Linked DNA regions of Neogale vison: region 1 is linked to region 2. Evidence: chromatin contacts called from public Hi-C data. All regions are on one chromosome and are shown on one strand. The core of a region is the stretch at or near the end of the contact, and the rest is flanking DNA. Distances in the headings are between cores, read along the strand shown.

Region 1 (5,199 bases), core at 287-2,786, 550 kb after region 2:
AGCGTTTACTGGTGAGGCGGCTCCGTGGAGAGGGCGGGTGGAGCCCGGCTCTGCGCGCCTCAATCCAAACCAAACACTTCCCAAGCCTACGTTTAACAGGCGATACCGAACACCACACTCACGTTCGGGGGGGGGGGGGTCAGTTTGCAGAGATGAGGGCGAAAACATTTCCCGGCTGGAAAATTACTGATCACAAACTAAGGGGACTGTGGGGGTGGGGAGGCAAAGTTATAAGGCTGAAATAACGATCGCCGTTTCCTCTTCTCTTCCCGGTGGGCAGGAACGGCTGCCGCGAGCTCGTTGTGCCCTTTTCGGGAACCGGGGTCCCCCCGCACCGCTCCACTTCTTGGCACGTGGCCACTTTCCAGCTAAGTGCCTCTCGGTGGGCTTGACCGCTCGGAACCTGAGCCAAGGGAGAGAACTCCCCGTCCGACCTTTACCTCGCCGTTTCACCTCTTTATGACTCAGTTTGCCCATCCATAAAGTGGAACGGAGGGTGCGGGCTTGCGCCCTTGAGATCCTCGGGCTGAAAGGTGTCTGCGCCTCACGGCCCCTATGCCTTCTCCACCCCACAATCAGTGTTAAGCCCTTTCACTCCCTTTCTGGCTGCCCGAAATATCAAAGCAATAACTCCGCTTCCCGCTCCAACCTCTTTCCACCCTTTCAGGCCTTTTCTGACTCCCAGTTCCGTCACAGTGCTGGGCACCCACCTTTCCTTGCCTCCCACCCCCATCCCACCCGGCCGGAGAACCTACGAAAAACCCGCGAAGCCAAGCCAAGAGCCCGCACTGGCAATCCGAGACCAGCGCCGGGCTGCTGCGTGCGCAGGGGAGGGACGGAAAGCTGAGTGAGTCACGCGGATAATCGCGCTTTTCTCTCGCGCGCAGAGTGCGCCGCAAGCACGGACCCGAGCGGGGGTGGGGGAGCGGAACCGACCCCTCAACCCCTACCAGACTCCTCCGCCACGGGCTTCAAACCCCCGGAGCGGACCACCGCGACGCAGACTGCCCAGGTCGCAGAGCAACCGGACGTGCGCCCAGTACGCACCGCCCCGCACCGGGACAGCCGCCGCCGCCGGGGCCGCCACCGCCGGCGTCAGCGCGGCTCCTGCTCGCCAGCTGCCGGGCTGGCGTCACGGCTCGGCCGGGCCCCGCCCGCGCCCCTCCCTCCCCCCCGCCCCCACGTGCGCCGAGTTTGTTTATTTAGCTGCCATGGCAACGCGCGGGGGGGCCGTAGGAGGGAGGGGAGAAGAAAGGGAGGGGGCGGGGCCTGGCGGCGGGCCGCAGCGTACAGCGGGTAGGAGGCGGGGTAGGGCGGGAGCCGAGAAGTTAAGTAAGGAGCGCGCGGCGGCCGCCGGCAGTTCCCCGGCCCGAGACAGCGAGCGCGGCTGCGGGCGCGCGGGGAGCAGAGGCGGTGGCGGGCGGCGGCGGCACCGGGAGCCGCCAAGTGCCCCTCCCCGCCCCTCCGGCCCCCCACCCACCCACCCGCCCGCGGCCAGCGCCCATGGCCGCGCGCGCCCAGCGCAGCCCCCCGGACTTCGCACCCCGCGCCGCCGCCCAGTCCGCAGATCCGCGCCGCTGCGGCCAGTCTCACCTGGCGGCGCCGCCCGCCCGCCAACCCGGCCACAGCCCCAGCGCCCACGGCGACAGCCGCGGCGACCGCGACAGTGGTGGAGGACGCTGCTGAGTTGAAGAGAGCGCAGTTCGGCCACCGGACCTATTTACCGCTTTGCGCTTTGCTCATCGTCTGTTTTTACGAGTTTACAACTTTTAAGAACTCTCGTGTACAAAGGAACTTTTCTTAAAAAGGCATCTCCCGTTTATATTTAATCCAAAGAAGGATTTCGGGCAATTTTGGGCTTTTGGTTTTGGCTTGGTTTCTAAGTTTTTTTTTTTTCCTCCTAATTTTGGGGTTTGGGTACCCCCACTGCTTTGAACTCCCGAGGACCTTCTGGGCCCCCACATTAATGAGGTAGGTGCAGCGTGGGGCGCGGAGTTGGGAGTGGTGAAGTCCGGTGGGACGCGTCCGAGCGGCGGTCGAGAGTGGCCCCCTGACTCCTGCCTCTGCCCCGCCCGGCCCGCAGGCAGCCACCTGGCGAGTCTGACATGGCTGTCAGCGACGCACTGCTCCCGTCCTTCTCCACGTTCGCGTCCGGCCCCGCGGGAAGGGAGAAGACACTGCGTCCAGCAGGTGCCCCGAATAACGTGAGTACTGTCCGGAGAGGTCGGCAGCGTCCAGTGGCCTTATGTGGGTGGGGTAGGGACGGGCGGAGCCCAGGGGTCTTCGAGATCCATCCGGCGGAGGGAAGGAGTGGCCCCGCAGTCGTCTTACGATGGTTTCCGTGTCTTTGGCTCGGTTGTACATGCGTGTGGTCCGGACGCTGGGGAGCCGCCGGGGGCGCACACCCGGTCCGCACACGTCTTGTAACTCGCAGGCTGCAAGGCTGGCGCGGGGGCCACCGGGCGGGAGGTGGTTGGGTCCCTGGACACTGGCTGGGCTCGAGTGAGCTTTGCGCGTAGGCGTATCCGTGGCGAGGGCGCATAGGGAGCTCTTCGGTGTCCCAATTCCAGGGGGTGGCTGGAGCGTCCCTGGGATATGGCTGGGGAAGCACCGGAGCTGCCGAGCCGCGGCGCCTGCTCTCACGCAATCGGGCAGACACCGTATTCTCCAAACCGACGCACCGCCTCTCTCCGGCCCGGGGATGGGCGGAGATCGCAGCTCTGGCACCTGGAGCCTGCCGGCGCTTGGTGTCTTTCTGGTCCCGGTGCCTGGGCGGTATAGGCGCGGGCAGGGTCGCCGGTACGTGGTATGGCAGCAGGAGAGCAGTACCGACGGTTTCTCTCCCCCGTCCTATACCCGCAGCGCTGGCGGGAGGAGCTCTCCCACATGAAGCGACTTCCCCCGGTGCTTCCCGGCCGCCCCTACGACCTGGCGGCGGCGACCGTGGCCACCGACCTGGAAAGCGGCGGAGTCGGCGCGGCGTGTGGCGGCACCAATCCTGCTCTCCTACCTCGGAGGGAGACGGAGGAGTTCAACGATCTCTTGGACCTGGACTTTATCCTCTCCAATTCGCTGTCCCATCCGGAGTCGGTGGCCGCCACCGTGTCCTCGTCGGCGTCAGCGTCGTCATCGTCCTCCCCATCGAGCAGCGGTCCTGCCAGCGCGCCCTCCACCTGCAGCTTCAGTTATCCGATCCGGCCCGGAGGGGACCCGGGCGTGGCGCCGGGCAGCACTGGCGGCGGCGGTCTCCTCTATGGCCGGGAGTCTGTGCCGCCTCCCACAGCTCCCTTCAACCTGGCGGACATCAACGACGTGAGCCCCTCGGGCGGCTTCGTAGCTGAGCTCCTTCGGCCAGAATTGGACCCAGTGTACATCCCGCCGCAGCAGCCGCAGCCGCCAGGTGGCGGGCTGATGGGCAAGTTTGTGTTGAAGGCGTCGCTGAGTGCCCCTGGCAGCGATTACGGCAGCCCGTCGGTCATCAGTGTTAGCAAAGGCAGCCCGGATGGCAGCCACCCGGTCGTGGTGGCGCCCTACAGCGGCGGGCCTCCGCGCATGTGCCCCAAAATAAAGCAGGAGGCAGTCTCGTCGTGCACGGTCGGTCGGCCCTTAGAGGCCCACTTGGGCAGTGGACCCCCTCTCAGTAATGGCCACCGACCACCAGGACACGACTTCCCCTTGGGGCGGCAACTCCCCAACAGGACTACCCCCACTCTGGGTGCCGAGGAACTGCTGAGCAGCAGGGACTGTCATCCTGCCCTATCGCTCCCCCCGGGGTTTCATCCCCACCCGGGACCCAACTACCCACCCTTTTTGCCAGACCAGATGCAGCCACAGGTCCCACCGCTCCATTATCAAGGTCAGTCCTGGGGATTCATAGCTCGGGCTGGGGACGCCTGCCTGTGCCAGCCCTCCGGGGAGCAGGGGATGATGCTGACCCCACCTTCTTCACCCCTAGAGCTCATGCCTCCTGGTTCCTGCATGCCGGAGGAGCCAAAACCAAAGAGGGGGAGAAGATCGTGGCCCCGGAAAAGGACCGCCACTCACACATGTGATTACGCAGGCTGCGGTAAAACCTACACGAAGAGTTCTCATCTCAAGGCACACCTGCGAACCCACACAGGTAAGGAGAACAGAAACTGCGGGGGGAGGGGTTGGTCCTGCAGCCCCATTGGTTAACCGTGGACATTTCTCAGGGCCTCCCTTGGAGATGTGGGGCAGTCTATCTCCTCCATCTCTTGGATCCCAGGCGAGAACAGCAAACCAAACCGGCGCCTCCTTTTTTGCCCAAGAGCCTTTTGCTTGATGGATGGTATCAGTGCTTGAATATGCAGTTCTGTTAGGTTTTTGAAAGGCAGGGAGATTCCAGGCTGTTTGTGGGCCTCTCCTTGTTTGAGCAAAGCATTGGCCTTGTAATCAAGAAATTATTACAGTTCGGGGACGCCTGGCTGGCGCAAATCTTGATCTCGAGGTTGTGGGTTCCTACCCCAGGTTGGGTGTAGAGATACTTAAAAATAAAATCTTACAGAAATTACGCTTTGCAGTGCAAAAGTAAATTAGGTCTTGTTACTAGTTTTTAATTTTTAGGCAGTTTTCACTGGTTGTTCCCAAATTTCATAATGCTTTTTATTTTTGGTTGTAGCCTTGTTAAGTAGGTTTTACTAGAATTTCAAGAATTAAGCGGTTGTGAGGGCTAAGATTGTGGTTTAAGATGGTCACTTGCAGAGAATTTTTCATGTCGTTTAAGTGTAGTACATAAGGTCATTTTAGGGGTAGACTGAGGAAAATAATAGAAATGCTGATGCAGAAAGTAGTTGCCGGTGGCGTTTTTGACCCAGTTGTAGTGGGCTATAGGATGTGAGTGATTGGTTTGGGTGGGGGGGAGAGACTAATGCGCAGACAACATCTATCTACCACGGTGATATCTGGCCTTAAGAGAATGAAAATGTTAGCAATACAGAAGTGTAGGTCTGTTCCTTAAAAAAAACAAAAACACACAAAAACCCCAAAGAATGTTTAGGTTTAATATTCCAATTTATGATCTGAAATTGAATGTGGCCTTGAATTGGTCTAAAAACTCCCCTGGCTGCTTTCAGAGTGGGATGTTTGCGGGGGAGTTGGGTTTGACATTCAGGCTCCAGTTCAGTCATTTCTGTGTTGGGTATGGATGGCTTCACCGGGTTTCTTTTCCTCTGCCAGGTG
Region 2 (5,433 bases), core at 1,662-4,161:
CAGGTTGAGAGTTGAGATTTTTACAGACAAATATGTTTGGTTCTGACTTTCCCCCCCAATTTAGCTGTGTGACCTTGTGCACATAATGTAACCACCCTTTGTCTCAAGATTCTCACTTTGTACACATGAGTAAAAACCCCAGCTCTACAGTGTGAGGATTGGATTTTGGACGCAGGGCACCTAGATGAATGTTTGTACTTGGCGACAATGGACATTGTGTTGCTGCTATTATGATTAGGCTAATGGGTATTAGAGAAAAAGGATTTGTCAAATGTATTTTTATATATTCTTTAAAAATACTAAACCCTTTGGGGCGCCTGGGTGGCTCAGTCATTTAAGTATCTGACTCTGGGTTTCAACTCAGGTCATTATCTCCTGGGTCATGAGATGGAGCCCTGGGTTGAGCTCTACGCTCAGGGGGTCTGCCTCTCTCCCTCTCCTTCTGCCCCTCCCTCTGTGTGCTCACGCTCTCTCTCTCTCTCTCGGTCTTTAAAATAAATACATAATTCTTTTAAAAAATGTTAAACCCTTGGTAAAAGGCACAGCATAGGGAATGTAGTCAGTGTAGTAGCGTTGCATGGTGACAGATGGTAGCTACACTTGTGAGCACAGGACATGGTACAGACTTGTCGAATCACTACATTGTAAGCCTAAAACTAATGTAACACTGTGTGTCAACTATACTTCCATCTTTTATAAAAAGCGTAAAAGAGATAAAACCCTTATTGCTCATAATTGTTGAAATTGCTTTTCCAATTTTTATTTTCTCATCTACTTTTGTATTTGAAATGTGTAAAGATGTCTAATATCTTGTGATCAATATGTTATCATTTGTGATTTCTTTCATTTATTTTATATTTAGAAGTTATGACCCATTTTTCAAGATAATTTAAATATTTACTGTAATTTTCATTTTTTAACAACGACTTTCCTTGTTTTCACGTAGATCTATTAAACAAATGGAATTTGAATTGTTGGATCTCTGAGGTGAGGATTAGTTAAAAGTTTATTTCCCCCCATATTTTAGCCACACTTCCCAGTATCATTTGGTGAATTTTGTACTTTCCCTTCTTTGAATTTTGCTGCTTCCATTGTTATCATATATTAACTTATCACATAGTATATTAAAATTGCTCTAGGGGTGCCTGGGTGGCTCGATGGGTTAGGGGTATGCCTTCAACTCACGCCACAATCCCAGGGTCCTGGGATCAAGACCCACATCTGGCTCCCTGCTCAGCAGAGAGTCTGCTTCTCCCTTCCTTCCTGCTCTTCCCTGTGCTTGTGCTGTCTCTTTCTGTCAGATAAATAAATAAAATCTAAAAAGAAAAACAAAACTGTTCTAGAACTTTCTGTCATATTCTACCGATACAGCTGTCTAGTCTTTGGACAACAAGATTCTGTTTTAATGACAGTCATATTTATAATGTTTTAGTAGGCAAACTTCCTCTCATTTCTCTTGTTTCAAGCTTGGTCTTAGCAATTTCACTCATCTCTTCATCCTTTTTTGCATAACTCTGCAACCATTTTCTTAATGTAAGAACCCCACTATTGTCATGATTAGCTTGCTTATTAGTTTTGAAACATCTGGCATCTTCATTCATTTCTCTCATCTGGGGACTTGAAATCTCTCTTGATTTTGTAAAATTTCTTTTGAGTCCCTATGAAATTTTGAGGTTTCATTTCCACAGAGTGCACAATTTTAGTAAAACTCTCCAGGAGTATATTTTAATGTAAGTATAATCAATCTTTTTTTCCATTGTGTTTTTTAAATGGATGTTGCTGCTATAAGAAAAAGTTACTGATTTTATTCTTGATCTTATATGGCTAAGTTACTGGGCTCTATTATAGCGCTGATAGTCTTTTCAGCTTTTTTTCCCCTTTAGTTTTACATTATATAATCAGTTCTAAAAAATTAACAGTCTTACATCCTTTCACTGGGATTTTTGCTTCATTTTTCTGATTCTTGCTTTGTTGTATTGGTAAGATGCCCAGAAAGATAAGTATTAATGTCACCAGTGGCTTCCAGGATCTTTTTCTTTATATTGATTGTAATGCTTCCAGTATTTCACCAAAAAGTAGGGCAAAGTAGGTTTTCTCCTCATGGATGTACTCAGAGATGGCTCTAATTACCTCCTCTGAATATCTTCATTAGAATTATTAGGGGAAAATGTGTGCCCATAACTCAGAAACACAACAGGCACCTCTGATGCCAGTTGAATGGCATTTTAGTACAATGAAGAGAACACATACTTTGGAGTCAGGGACACTCATGTTTGAATCCTTGTTTCAGCCCTTACTGGGTAAACAATTTGCATAAACACCTGAAGTTTTCATGTCCTTCTCTCTAAAGTACAGGCACTGATACTCCTTTGTAAGACTGTATTACAAATTCAATCAGGCATGGGAAAAATACCTAGGACAGTGCCTGGTAGATCGTAGACACTGGTCGTGAAAGACATGCAATCCCTTCTAGTTTCCTTCTGCAACGTGTGGATTGAAAAACATGCGGAATGAATTTTAATTTTAAAAAAAATGCTAGACCTTGTGCTTCACCTTTATGGCCTTCAGTTTCTTCCTCTGTTGATATGCAGACTAAAGGGTTAGTACAGCCTCTCCTAATTGGGAGCATTCTGGAAATTCAAAGACTCGCCACAGCTGCACGAGCCCCCATTTCTCAGATTCTGTTGCAGAGGGGTCGTCCAGGCAACCCTGGCCCCAGGAGGATGGCCCCAGAGGGAGACTCGGCCAGCAGCTGCACTTGCCTGCTCAACACCCCCTCCCACCCCGCCCACCCCAGGGAGCTGCACAGCGTGTTGTCGTAGTTGCACTGTACTGTTCTACCGCTCGGATTCATAGTTAACATTTTTCTTCCAGGCACATTTAAAACATTTGGCTCAAGTCCTCCCTGAGCTGTTTTATAAGGGCAGTAACCGAGGCCAGGGTGTGCTCTTCTCAGCAGGCAAAGCACGCAGCAGAGGCTGCCAAAGAGTTTCCTGCTCGGGGGCCACCCATCCTTGGCCGCGGGATGCATGGCTGGAGCTCACGGCAACTTGCACAGACCGAAGCGCCGGGACTTTCTGTTCTCTGGGCTCATGGTTTGGATTCCATCCTTTTAGCCGTGCCGCATTGATCAGGAGAGGCTGTTGTGTTTGCACTTGTTTGGGACTCGTTCAGAACACATGTCACAGCAGCAGTTCAAGGGCGCGCGCTAAGGCTTGGAGCTGGGAAAAATGTTCTTGAAAGACTAGTGAGCTGCTCGTCCCTCCTGTTCGTGCAGACGCAGAGTTCCCACGAATCAGAGGGAGGGGAGGCAGGCATTCCCTTCATCCCCCTCTCCGCGAATTCACTTCTGGAATGGCCAGATGACACAGCCGCCAAATGGAGGGTTCTGGCATTGTTCCCCCACGCTCTTTGAAGTCCACCTTGGCATGAGCTGATGTCTTTTCGTGAATTATGTATTGCCAAGGACCATGACGGGGAGAATGCACAGTAGATCCCCAAAGATGTTTTTTCAGGATTTCCTTTGATTGGAAGGGGTTGGCTGTGCCTTCTGCCGCTGGCTCTGTCGCAGAGCAGAGGGCTCAGTGGGTCTCCCAAGGGACTGCTGCCATGCTGGCCCAAAGGAGCTTCTTGTAATGGAAATGCCCGGCCACTCTGGAGAACTCCCTGAGAGCCGGAGTGGATGGGGCATCGTTGCTGCCTCCCTCACCGGGAGGGAGGCTTCATGCACCAGGAGGGAGGCTGTGTGATGTTAGGAGTGGAAAGAACAAAGGCTCAGGCCCTAGAGAGGCAGGTGGGAGTGTCCGCCCTCCCGCTGCCTCACAGCTCGATCCTGACACCTGCAAAATGGCACTGGAACGACTCATCCCCAAAAGTGTGGCAGAGAATCGCTGAGAACACGCAGGGTGTTCAGCTTCTTTCTTCCAAATTTCAAACCTCGTCTGGAAACTTTAAAGCAGTCTGGATGACAGCTAAATACTCTTCATGTACTCATCATTCCTTCAGTCTGCATTTAACAATAAAAAAAAAATCCAAAACATCTTAGTGACTTTAATATTTTAGGCAATCAACCAGGTGCTAGGAATAAAGAAATACACGTTCAAGACATAGCCCAATCCCTTGAGACAGCTCAAGGATTGAAAAAAAAATTGAATGACAAAATGCGCAGGTTTTTATGGTAGTGGGTGGAAGGTTCGGGAAGTAAGGCAAACAGCCGGGTATGATACTAACCCCAGTTTATGAAGTAACAAAAGTTCCTCAAGGAGAAGGGAGCATTTATCCAAGGGGTGACATCAGTGTATGGAAGACAGCATAGAATGTTCCCGAAACTTAGAGAGAGGGACCCTTTGAAAGGTGACCAGACCGACTTGCCCTTGGGTCCGTAGGCTGTTGTAGGAAGAGTGGACAGTGTCAAGTCTTGTCAAAGCATGTGGCTTGTGATAGTCTGTCACTGAACTCAACACGGTTTTACTCAACACAGCCACAGCTGACCGTCAGGAGCCAGGATCAGCCCAGCCAGTCACGGATTAGGACTGGAACATGGAAAGAGAGACTTCTGCCTCCTTATCCTATTATTGTTTCCACCTAACCTTTCAGCTGAGAAAGAGGTTCCAGGCTGAAGACTTTGTTAACTGCTGCAACATACTATGTATATATTATACACACACATATATAGTAGTACTATATATACACATATATAGTCCATATATTATGTACTATATGTACTATATGTACATAATAGGTTGCATAAACATACTTACAAATATATGTATATATACATAATATGCATATGTATATTATAAACTATATAGGAAGAAATTTCTTAGAAAATGAGTTTCACTGCTGAAGACAGGGAGTACATGACGATTTCCAGAAATTTCCTCATCTTCTATGCCTTCTCTCACATTCTCAGAAGATGCCTGTTCTCCCAAGAGACCATGGGCTTCCAGAGAGCAGGAACTTTGGGTCGTCATCATGTCTCCCCGAATGCTTCGTGAAATACCGGGCAGGCAGTTGCTATTCACGTACTACTCAGTACTGCCTCCTGAATGATCGTTTTGCTACGTGAACCTGAACATGCTCTTTGCGCAGAATACTCAGTATTCTTCAGTGAAAGGTTACTAAGGGTCAAACAGGGAGGGTGGGGAGAGGAAAGAATATCAAACACAGCCTGAGAGAAGTAAGAAGAAACATCTCCTTTCCTTCTGATGCAATGTGGAGTTTAATCCCGGAGGAATTTACCAGATAGGCAGAGTGTGGAATGAGTGTGCCAGGAAGAGGAATGATGAGTGACGGGCAACACATCCAAGGAGGTAACAGACTTGTGCCTCTCTTGCTTCTGCTCTCCTGCTCCTAGAACTTGCATATTTCAATCACAGATCTCCCGAAAAATATTCTGAAAGGATAAAGGGGTTTGGATATTAGTCCTTCCTC

The links. A called contact is a pair of places that touch in the nucleus more often than the background predicts.
Region 1: a Hi-C map of muscle shows a contact between it and region 2, with 5 times the contacts expected there. The contact joins the promoter of KLF4 here to the enhancer-like site in region 2. A contact is called at or near these places in 2 of 3 Hi-C or Micro-C datasets (fibroblasts and muscle).

Annotation. Positions count from the first base shown.
Region 1 is chr9:24,831,088-24,836,286 of ASM_NN_V1, forward strand. KLF4 (Krueppel-like factor 4) reads left to right here and starts at 1,537. Exons shown (of 4, transcript XM_044265192.1): 1 at 1,537-1,971; 2 at 2,084-2,204; 3 at 2,863-4,120; 4 at 5,197-5,199. The coding sequence starts at 1,967.
Region 2 is chr9:24,283,935-24,289,367 of ASM_NN_V1, forward strand. No RefSeq gene overlaps it. Among named protein-coding and RNA genes, the nearest start is that of KLF4, 550 kb to the right of the region's middle. Within about 2 kb of position 2,912, the one cell type or tissue checked has open chromatin away from gene starts, as enhancers often do. A contact at or near this core is called in fibroblasts, where this site is marked.